Regions from separate parts of the Danio rerio genome. Here region 1 is linked to region 2. Evidence: chromatin contacts called from public Hi-C data. All regions are on one chromosome and are shown on one strand. The core of a region is the stretch at or near the end of the contact, and the rest is flanking DNA. Distances in the headings are between cores, read along the strand shown.

The links. A called contact is a pair of places that touch in the nucleus more often than the background predicts.
Region 1: a Hi-C map of an unstated tissue shows a contact between it and region 2, with 1.4 times the contacts expected there. The contact joins two enhancer-like sites. A contact is called at or near these places in 2 of 18 Hi-C or Micro-C datasets (caudal fin and an unstated tissue).

The regions. Positions count from the first base shown.
Region 1 is chr4:14,664,087-14,669,889 of GRCz12tu, reverse strand. No RefSeq gene overlaps it. Among named protein-coding and RNA genes, the nearest start is that of pus7l, 100 kb to the left of the region's middle. Within about 2 kb of position 2,904, at least 4 of the 62 cell types and tissues checked have an H3K27ac peak or open chromatin away from gene starts, as enhancers often do.
Region 2 is chr4:14,611,927-14,618,001 of GRCz12tu, reverse strand. No RefSeq gene overlaps it. Among named protein-coding and RNA genes, the nearest start is that of prickle1b, 65 kb to the right of the region's middle. Within about 2 kb of position 2,706, at least 4 of the 62 cell types and tissues checked have an H3K27ac peak or open chromatin away from gene starts, as enhancers often do.

The sequences.
Region 1 (5,803 bases), core at 1,655-4,154, 52 kb before region 2:
CAATAATAAATGCTCCTGATTGCAATGACATGCTTTGCACTGATTAGACTGGATTATGGCACACAAAACTCTTTTAAATTTCATTATAAAGGGATCTTTATTACTAAAAGGACTTTTTAATGAACCCTATTATTGTTCAAACTGCTTATGACTGCACTTATTTGACATGTGTGTTTGTTGCTTTCGTTGCTTTTGTGTTTTAAACTTTCTCCCAACATGATGACTGAATTTTTCACTCCACATTCTTTCAGGAGGTTGATTTTTGAAAGTCAGTTCCAGGATATTAATCTTTCGTGACATGCATGCTCCAATATCGAGACATCGTGTCACAGATTAGGGGAATGTTGACTGAATGAAATCTGACATTTTTTAAAACTTACAAAACAACTATGAAGCATGAATGTTAAACCGTTCAGACGTTAATCTTACTGAGATAAGAGGTTAAAACTCGGCTTGGTCTTTTTAAAGAATGGAACAATTACAGAAAGAAGGGAAAAGTACAATAATAAATCATCTTTTTTTTTCCAAATGGCTTTAAAGCGGCTAATTTTAGTGTCTGAAGAGGTCGAACTGTGAAATGAAGCGTTCCCTTTCACTTGAATGGTTGTTTACATCTCTGGCTCTCCTGGTTGGCCTCCATGGCGACCATTTGAACAGAAGAAAAAATGAATTACCTCTATGAGTACATTTAACTAAAGAGGTAATTGAATCTCGGCTTATGCTTCTTGCACTGCACGGCATTTAGAAGAGATTGTTATCTACTGGGATATAGACAGACCTCAAATGCTTATTGAGCTGCTTTACTGAGGGAAATCCTTCATGATGTAGATGATGACAGAGATGGACAGAGCACTGGGGTCCTTCTACTTATTGATTATTGACATAAAAACACTCTATTTTAATAGTATAAATTGAATCAGATAAGATTAGAAGATGATGGTCTGCAGATATTTTTTATGTAGTTCTCGTTTTATAATCTCTTTAATTTGATATGCTCAAAATGTACCATGCACAGCAAAAAAAATAAATAAATGCTTTTAAATAAAAAGCAGAAAATAAAAAAAATGTTTTAGGCATGTTTTTTTTTTTTCTTAAAATAAACAAAATAAATGTATTTTAACATTATTTGTTAATGCATATCCCAATGACAGGATATTTTTGCTTGAAAATATTTTGGAGAAACTCACCAAATTTTGACAATTATATAATGAAAGCAAGACTTTTTACTTGTCTTGAAAATGTTTCTTGATTATTTTAATAATTATAAAAACTTTTTTTGACATTTGTAACTATATAGCGCTCAACATAAATGAGTACACCCCATTTTGAAAATGAAAATATTTATCCATTTCTCAGTGAATACAGATTATTTTGGTGCATTTGAAAAAAAAAGAGATTTATTAAATGGATATTTTTTGTAAAATAAAAAACTTTAGTCAGCAAACATCATTAGGAATTGAAAGAAAATACATTTAAATTATGCAAAATATTGGGGGGAAAAGTTACAAACTACAAAATTTTAGCAAAATCGTACAGATATTTGTTTCTCTTGAATGTTGCTCTTTTTTAAATTAATTCATTCATTCACCTTCGGCTTAGTCTCTTTATTAATCAGTGGTCACCACAGCGGAATGAACTGCCAATTTTTTATTTAATATTTTTCCCTAACATATAAATTCGGGTGTGCTAATATTTTTTTTTTTTTTTTTTGTATGGGACTAATACTCATTAAGGTGCAAATATGATTTTGGTGTATGAACTATTACTAAACAAAACTTTTGTAAATAATTGCACAAATGTAGCTTAGAACAATTTTTTTTGCTTAAAAAGTAATGAATCAGTGCACATTCTGAGATTAAAATTACTTTTTTTATTGCTTTGTTGAGTATACTGTTAACCCTTGCTGTAGATTATGCCGAAATAACTCTAAAACAGCCAGTGTTTTGCTGTAATAAAAGGAAACAGTAATTTACTGTAAAACGAATAGGGTTTGTATGAAATTGTGTAGTGCACAGAATAATTTACTGTAATTTACTTGATGTACAGGTAGAAACTCTGACAATAAATGGTAAATTACTGTTCAACAATTACTGTCCCATCTACTCTGATGCTTTATGTTGCTATTTATAAATTAGTGCATTTATCCTAAGGCAGAACACAATGATTTAGGAAATAATACACACATAAGGGAGCTAGGCGTTTCATTAGTTTACTTTTAAGTGTGCTCTAATCTCTGTCCATCAATTCAAATGCAAAGTCTGATGTGTTTTAAGCCTTAAATAAAAATCTACAATGAGTAAGTAGCTCATTAATATTAATAATTTCATCAACCATGTATGCATATTTGGTCAGTATATCTTTGGATTTCTGTTTTCAATATAGGAAAATCCTATATTATTTTTATTTTGTTTGTTTGATGTATTTAACTGTTAATGTGCCGAGAATTATTGATAATACTGTATCAAAGAGGACTTTATTTTCTGATAAAAAAAAACCTATTAGACTATACATTATCCCTTCTATATATAGTACTACCGAATGTCCTAAATATTACAGAAAACCTAAATGTACCAAAGTGACACTCGCAAGCATTGTTTATCTGCCTAAATATGCTCTAACCATCAGCACTGACACATTTTTTTTCATCCGGCCCCTCACAACCAAACATTGTGGCCATTATCTCCTCTGCGCATTAAGCCAGTGCATCAGGCATTAATTCAATACAAAGCCTTATGGCCTATATCTGGCCTGAATCGATGCATTGACTCTCCCAAAAGCAGAGAGCGGATCAAACGGCCCACATTCGGCCATCCAGCAGGACAGCACGGGGTCCTGACACACGTGTATCTGCCGTCTCATGACCACGAGACGCGTTTGAAGCTCACACAAGCACTAGATCTCTGTGAGAAAGGGCTGGAATGAGTCCCTGAGGAGAACAGCTGAGAACGGGGAAAGCTTTTGTGTGAGATACAGTGATACAGTTGAAACGGGCTGTGATAGACTGTTGCTCACACAAGGGATGTGTTTGTTTGCTTTTATATGCACAGAGAGCAGCTTATTAAGTATTTATATGGGTGTTGCTGATGTTTCTACTGGTGGTCAAGAAAAAGGACTAAGTATTAGCAGTGTAAATCAGTGGATAGATCTGTTATGTGATGGGTATGTTTTTCATCTCAGAATTAGATAAAAATCGATACTTTAGGAGCTTGTACAGTGTAAATATTAGCGGTCACACTTTACAATAAGGTTCATTAGTTAATGTTAATTAATGCATTTACTAACATGAACAAACAATGAACAATACATCTACTACTGTATTTGTTTATGTTAGTTAACGTTAGTTAATGAAAATACAGTTGTTCATTGTTAGTTCATGTTAACTCATGGTCCATTAACTAATGTAAACAAGCATGGACTTGGATGTTATTAATGCATTAGTAAATGTTCAATTATGATTAATAAATGCTGTACATGTGTTGTTCATGATTAGTTCATGTTAGTAAACGCATTAACTAATGAACCTTATTGTAAAGTGTTACCAAAGTGTTACCATATTAGCTTACTTTCTGGTTAAAAAAACAAACTGTCCAGTCAACTCAACTTTATTAGGTAAACTGACTAAAACTTTAAGTTAAACTTTGTATAAATTGAAAATATATATAATTAACCTTATTAGCTTTTTAAAATAAATTATTAAAGTAACAAAACAATGTGTTTTCATGACTTTTTGTCATATACTTTATTATTATATTATTTTATATATTTTTATGACTTTTTTGTCAATGTTTTTAAGTGTAGTTAGGATTATACTGTCCTGACATTATAATAGACTTTAAATTATAAAGTGCAATGTAAAAAAACCCTGATGTTTATAACATTTTTAAATCAATCAAAGTAACAAAACAATGTGTTATCATGACTTTGTCATATACTTTAAGTGTAGTCAATATTATACTGTCCTGATATTATAATAGACATGAAATTATAAAATACATAGGAAAGAAAAAAAACCCTGCTGTAACATTGAGTGAAAGGAAATTAATTTTAAAAGAATTTTTCTCATTGCATCAATTCATAATAATAATAACAACAATAATAATACAAAAAATACTTACTACTACAGATGCTATATATTAGATAATACCTTTATTACAGGATTTGGTTGTACAATTATTTTTTTATTATATATATATATATATATATATATATATATATATATATATATATATATATATATATATATATATATATATATATATATATATATATATATATATATATAAAATAGCCCCCGTTTATTTATTTTTTTCCTAATTTCTATTTAACGGAGAGAAAGTTTTTTTAACACATTTCCAAACATAATAATTTTAATAACTCATTTCTAATAACTGATTTATTTTATATTTGTCATGATGACAGTAAATAATATTTGACTAGATATTTTTAAGGAAACTTCTATACAGCTTAAAGTGACATTTAAAGGCTCAACTTGGTTAATTAGGTTAACTAGGCAGGTTAGAGTAATTAGGAAAGTTATTGTATAAGGATGGTTTGTTTTGTAGACCATGGAAAAAATATATAGCTTAAAGGGGCTAATAATATTGACCTTGAATTGGTTTTTAAAAAATTTTAAACTGCTTTTATTCTAGCCGAAATAAAAAATAAGACTTTCTCCAGAAGAAAAAATATTATCAGACATACTTAGAAAATTTCCTTGCTCTGTTAAACATCATTCGGGCAAGTTGGAGTACTCACTCTGGTGCCCTGGACCCTGCACTGGTTGGGAAAATTCCAAATTGAACCAAAACAAAAATTAGAATTGGCTTATGATTGGCAAATTAAAATTCGGGACATTGCTACATGCAGAACCTGGAAAAAAAAAAAATAATTGACAGTAGATGGGATAAACATACACCTTGTTCTTTCGCTCTGCACTGCTGTGCTTTTCTGATCAAATGAAAAATGAAAGACGGTGAGGAGCCAAATTCTGCCACCATTTTCAAATCAAATCTAAAGTGGACTGAGACGATAATTTAGTGTACAGTTTATGAGCTAATCATAAACATTTAAGGGGGGCTGAGTAGAAAAATACACCTAGCGCCACCCATGGCTAAAGTGTATCACACAGTTTCCTCTAACAGATGCAAACACAGAGAGAGCCCTGAAAACTAATAAGTGCTTCAGTGTAACCTTCTCAAAAAAAAAAAAAGCTCTGCAAAAGCTAATGAGTTCACCACTCATTGATCTGTGGCAGGACTGAAGTACCAAAGCACTGCACCAAACCCACAATTAAAACCATGCCTTTCAAAATCCATTTAGAAACCAGGTGATCAACAGCATGTGCATCAAAGAAACTCTAGATGCAAAATAAGAGACTCAACCAAGTCTTTCCACAACAGTACCTTCATTCAGATTCCACGTTGCTAGATTAATTAAATCACAATTCATCCTTGTTTAATTCCGCTCTGGAAGATTGGATCATTATGTCGACTGCAGCAGATTAAACACACGTGGGTAAATGATTTCTGATGACCGCCATTAAGAAGTACATGGTGATTAAAAAACGCTTATTTGAGTTATGTAAGGTAGATTTCTTTGAGGAATGAAAAAAGTCAAACCCTCAGGCCTGTCATGGTGGGCTTGTGTATTAATATCAAAGCAACTCTCAACCCTCAAGCTCAGCCTATAAGTGTCTTAAAACTGCTCCACAATGAGGCGGATTGTGCTCGCCGCTACAGCAGATTTAGTGAAATGCGCCTAAATTAACATGTGATAGTGATTTAATGCTCAACACTTTCTCGTG
Region 2 (6,075 bases), core at 1,457-3,956:
GTCATCTTTATTGATCTCGCCTAAAAAGACAAGATGGAAACAACTCTGAGAGCGTGATTCTTCTTCCAATACAAATGTATCCAGATGAGCATATACAACCCCAAATCAGAAGTTGAGACATCATGGAAAACACAAATAAAAAGTAATGATTTCTAAATTTACTTTGACTTGAATTTCATTGCAGACAATACAACAAACATTATTTGATGTGTTCCTCATGATTTTTATTGTTTATTTTTCTCAAAATAAAAATGTATTGCAATTTTGCTTCTTGTAACACATTACAAAAAAGTTGGAGCAGTAAAGCATTTACCACTTTGTAATGTTGCCATTCCTTTTCACAACCCTGAAAAGACATAGGGACTGAAGACACCAAGTGAGAAAGTGTTTCAGGTGTAATTTTGAGTCTTAAAGTGGGCAAAATGAGTCTTTGTTGACACATTTTCTATCAAAGAATATCTGAAATACTGACTCATCTGACAGCAGTACACAGTTTCCACTGTGTGATGGCTCATCACAGATGCCTTCGAGCCCAAAGAAGTTGACGGCGATTCTGGACACTGTTAACATAGGGCTTTCTTTTGTAACTGTACAGATTTCACTGCCATTTGTGTATGTAACTACATATTGTGGTACTTGACAAAGGTTTGCTAAAAGAGTCGTAAGAACGTGGTGATATCGAATATAGATGAATGACGATTCTTGAGGCAGTGCTGCCTGAGGGATCGGAGATAACAGTTGTTCAGCTTAGGCTTGCGGCCTATTCCTTTGTGCAATAAAATTCCTCCAGAATCTTTTAATTATGTTATGCATTGTTGAAGGTGAAATATCCAAATGTCTTTCTATCTTTCTTTGAGGAACATTGTTTTTTAACATTTCAATATTTTTCTCACATATTTGTTGGCAAACTGGCAATCCTCTGCTCATCTTTGCTCATAAAGGACTAGACCTTTCTTGGATGCTGCTTTTGTACCAAATCATATTTATAATCACCTGTAATCAATGATGACATCACTTGTTTCATTATTCATCATTATTTAACCAATTTACCTGATTACTAGGACTAAAATGCTCCTGCCCCAACTTTTTTGAAATGTCTTGCAAGAACCAAAATTGGAATATGTGTTTATTTACAAAACAAATCATGAGGAACACTTTAAATAACGTTTGTTGTATTGTCTGTAATGAAATACAAGTCAAAGTTAATTTAGAAATCACTTTTTTTATTCGCGGTTTCCATACTGTCCCAACTTTCTTTTAGGATTGTATAATTTTTTTACCATTAAGATGAACAATAATCACAAAACTTCAAGTTAAGCCAACTTAGTTAATAAAGAATATAGTCTTCATTTCTATTCATCCCTACGCATGTGTGTTTAAATGAGCTGTCGAATACTCAATCCAATCCAAAACAAAGCAATACCTCAATCCATAACATGACAAAACCTTGTCAATGAAATCCACTTTGAGGGTCTGTTTTTGTTGACAGAATTATAAAAAAAAGATTTATACATACCCAAATCTGTTGTTACGGTAAATATTGACTGCTATTTGTTTGTTTAGACAGGTAAATGCAAATAGTGATATCCCAAAACAACTAGAGGGCACAACAGCTCTGAAAGAAATGAAAGTGAATGTCCACCACATGAGACCACTCAATCAAACATGCCTGAAGAGGAAGACCCGACCTTTGCTCACAAATAACTTTTCCGAAGGAAATGCTGAGCATGATTCATTTAGGGGCAAAGAGAGCTCGGGGGGCTACGTGAAAAATGCGATGTTGTAAAACACAGACTTACAGATCTTGACAAGAGTGGGCTGAACTGCAGGTGTCTGCCAAGGGACATACTGTAAAATGCCCGCACACACGCATGTAGAGTCACAGAAAGTTCACAGATACATATGAAGTCCTCGTATATTCTGAATGATATACTGGATCTGAAACTCGCCAGTGTGATGAAAGAACTTTCATGCTGATTACATATTTAGTTTAATTTAGTTTAGTTTAATTTAAAGCTAAATGTTGAAATCATATTGGACAAAACAAAAGACAAGAAAAGACAAAAGAGAAATATAAAAAGGAGAAAAATAAAACAAAAATACAATGAAAATAACTTGTAAATGCTTATCTAAAGATTAAGAATGTTAGCAAAAACAACAAAAGAAAAGCACAAAACTCAAGACGCCATGAAACAAACAATAAATTAATTAATAAAAAAATAAACACATTTAAACTTTTTTAAACATCTTGAATGCTGATACAAAACAAAAAAGCAGATAAAACAAACACAAAAAGCAAAATAAGTAAATAACTAAAAAACAAAAAAGAAAGCAAATAATCAATCAAACAAACAAACAATCAAAAAACAAAACAAAACAAAAAACAGACACATTAAACAACCACATCAAACAACTAAACTACTTTTTAAAAAAGAGAAAAGTTACAGTAGAGAGAATATATGGACTACTGGAAGACGTTGGTTTGGACACAGTCCAAAATAAGCCCAGAAGAAATATGATAAGAGCGATCAAGCGCCCCTGTGCCACAGAAAGTGGAAAAAAGAAAGAAAAGTGCCAATTAAGACTCTTGTGACCATTTAAAAACCTCTTGTGTGAGTTTTTATTCCATGTTCGGTAACTTCAGCATCCTGTGTTGTGCTTGCGGTATTTGGTTAGCCTAGAGCTAGTCATTAATTTGGCACGTGCACATACAGTGTTCAGCCTCTCATACAGGGGGTCTGACCGAACTCCAGCTGAGGTTCAATAATGCTTCATCATCAATGTTTCAATGCCACATTGATCTGTGGGGCCACAGATGTTCTGTGGTGAGAGTTAAAGCCCTGCGTCACCTCTCACATGCCACAAAACTCACTTCCTTTACAGTATTATTCATCACAAATGAATGTGGAAAATCATCTACACATGTTTAAGGATGATTAAAGGGGAAACTCGTCCAAAAATAAAGAATCTGTCATCATTTACACAATCCCTTGTTCTACAAAAAAAAGACAACAAAGCTTCATAAACAGTTTGTCTTTTGAAAAAATAAATGAATAAATAGAAAAACTCAATTTATTCATTTGATGATGATAAAAGTATAAAAATATGTATGAAAAAAAACAGTAAAGACAGTAACTGTAGAATAATAGTAACTCATTTTTAAAAGTAACAATTAAACCAGTACTTTAAAAAACAATTTTAATTTCAAATCTAAATTAATTTAATGTTTAAAGATCTAACAATAAAATACATTATTTTAATATTTTTGTGCTAATATTTGTAAGAGAAATGAAAATAATGAAGTTTAATACAATAAAATGATCCAATAAATAAAATTAAGTTCAGTAATCTTGAAATGCAATACTAAAATAATAAAGTCATATATGATTTATTATTTATAATAATAGTCATATATGATTATATGATTTTAGTCATCTTAGATATATATAAAAAAATCTAAAGTAGCAATTAAAAAGGTACATTTATAAATGACTTTAACTTCAAATCTAATAATAATAATAATAATAATAATAATAATAATAAATAATTGATCTTTATCTATTCATCAATTAAATAATTTTTATAAAAAATATATTTTTATGTGGTAATAGATGTAAAAACTTAAAAATAATATGTAAATATTTTATATTATTTAAATAAATGGAATAATATTTCCATAATAATTAACAAAAGATTATTACAAAAACTTTAAATACGGTTATATTGAAAAAATGCAGCATTAAAATAATAAAAAACATTATTTTACTTGCAAATATTAATCTTAAATATTTGTAAAATTATTTTTTTTTAATTTAATAATCATATATACATACTGAACTTTGTTTTAATTATTGTATTATTTTATTGCATTACACTTTATGATTTACATTTATTTGGCAAATATAAGCAACGTAATATATATATATATATATATATATATATATATATATATATATATATATATATATATATATATATATATGACGTTGCTAATATTTGCCAAATAAATGTAAATCATAAAGTTTAACGCAATAAAATAATACAATAATTAAAACAAAGTTCAGAAATCTTGAAAAATGCAACACTAAAATAATAAAGTCATGTATGACTTTATTATTTATAAACAAAGTAATGTATGATTATATGATGTTTAGTCATATATAGGGTCATTTTAGAGCCATGCAGTAATTAGTATTAGTGTGTATTTTAACATGCCTTTTCCCCCTTTTCACATTTATTCATTATTTAGAAGTTAATCAGATATATGGTTTAAGTTAAAATACATTTTTACATATCCTTTTACAAACATTAAGTTGACTAAACATTTCAAATGTAACGTTTGAAAGAAAAATATCCTTTTAACCGTCCCATGCAGGCTTGTCTCCAGTAACCATTTTAACGGAGACAATAAAATAACATAGTTGACCTAAAAAACCTAAACAGCAAGACTCATTCCCTCTATATATTAAATAACACCGTACACTGTAAATAATTGCTCTATAAATGCCGATTTAATCCTTCGGCGTCATAAATTGCAATTTCGCCCACGTCTTCTGGGTCACATAACATATTTGCATTGGCTCTGCATCCCAGCAGGAGCTTAAGTACAGCACTATGTCCTATTTTACAGACCTGGCACATGATTATTCAAGCAAACGAGGTTAATTGCAGCCATTGTTTAATGATGCCCTGGTCCAGTTATTGTATTGTTGGTGGAGGTTCACAAAAAAAATGCCACCTCTTAATTTGAAAGCTCAACCCAACCGCAGGAAAATCATATAGTCCCATTGGAAAAGAGGATAGCGGACAGTTTCGGATCAACACACACACAGAGTTGTTTTAAGGACAGGTTGACACACCAGCTCTCTTTGTGAATCAATGGTTTGTTAGTAATAAATGCAGTAGGGTTTTTTTATGAGCCTGAGGGATGCGTTATCCATGAAGCACAGTGTAAACAAATAAGCAGGGGGTTTGGGAGGGGGTTTATGGATCTGTCCCGGGGCTCTGCATACAAGGAGGACAGAGGAACAATACTTGGGTGATAAGTGATAAGAGTGGAGGATGTTTGGGCAGTTTGAGACTATTGAATTCAGTTTTGTGGGTTCAGGCTAATATTAAAACCCAAAAGGGATATTGGGTGAAACTTTTGTACACTGTAAAAAACAAAACAAAATCATGATTGTCTTAATTTTTTAAACTGAATTAAATTACCCTTATAAGTCAATTGAAGTTATATTATGTTAAACTGACTTAAAACAGCTTGCGTAACTTATAAAATTAACTTAGAACATGATTAACTTAGTTTAATAAGTTACATAATTACATATTACATATTAATTGAATTCAGTCTGGTGTGTTCAGGACAATATTAAAACCTAAAAAGGCCATCGGGTAAACTTTTGTTGGTGTTGTAAGCAAATAATACAGATATTGGTTTATTCTTTTGATAATAAAAGTGTAACAGAATTTTAAATAATTGTTAATTGTTAAATCAAAGACAGCATTATCAACACAATCTCATAGCAATTTGTAAATTATTGATTTAGTGGTTAATTCATATGAATTCATGCAATCTCATTAGTAAAATTTACTATGATTTGCTCATTCTCCAGTGATCGTTTAGGGGTGGGGTCGGGTGCCATGCCTCCTTTTTAAAAATGAACATTTTCATACAACTGAATTAGGCACTAAACTGACAAAACATGAAATAATTACGTTTCCTCCAGAGATTAGGCTGGTATTATCGAAGAATAATAGACAGCGTTAGATGGTAACTTATTTTAAAAAAGTAGCAATGAAAACAGTAGTTTAATAAATTATTTAAACTGATATTTAAATGACTTTTTTTATAATTAATTCTTTTTTAATTGTTTTCTAAATATAATTAATGCAACTTTAATGTTTAAAGATTTAACAATCAGATATATTCAAATATATTTTCATGTGCTAATATATGTAAAAGCATTAAAATCATATTTAAATATGTAATAATATTTAAATAAGTTTAATGATATTAACAATTGATTGTTACAAAAAGATTTTTTTTTGGGTTATGAGCGTTAGAACGTTTTGGGT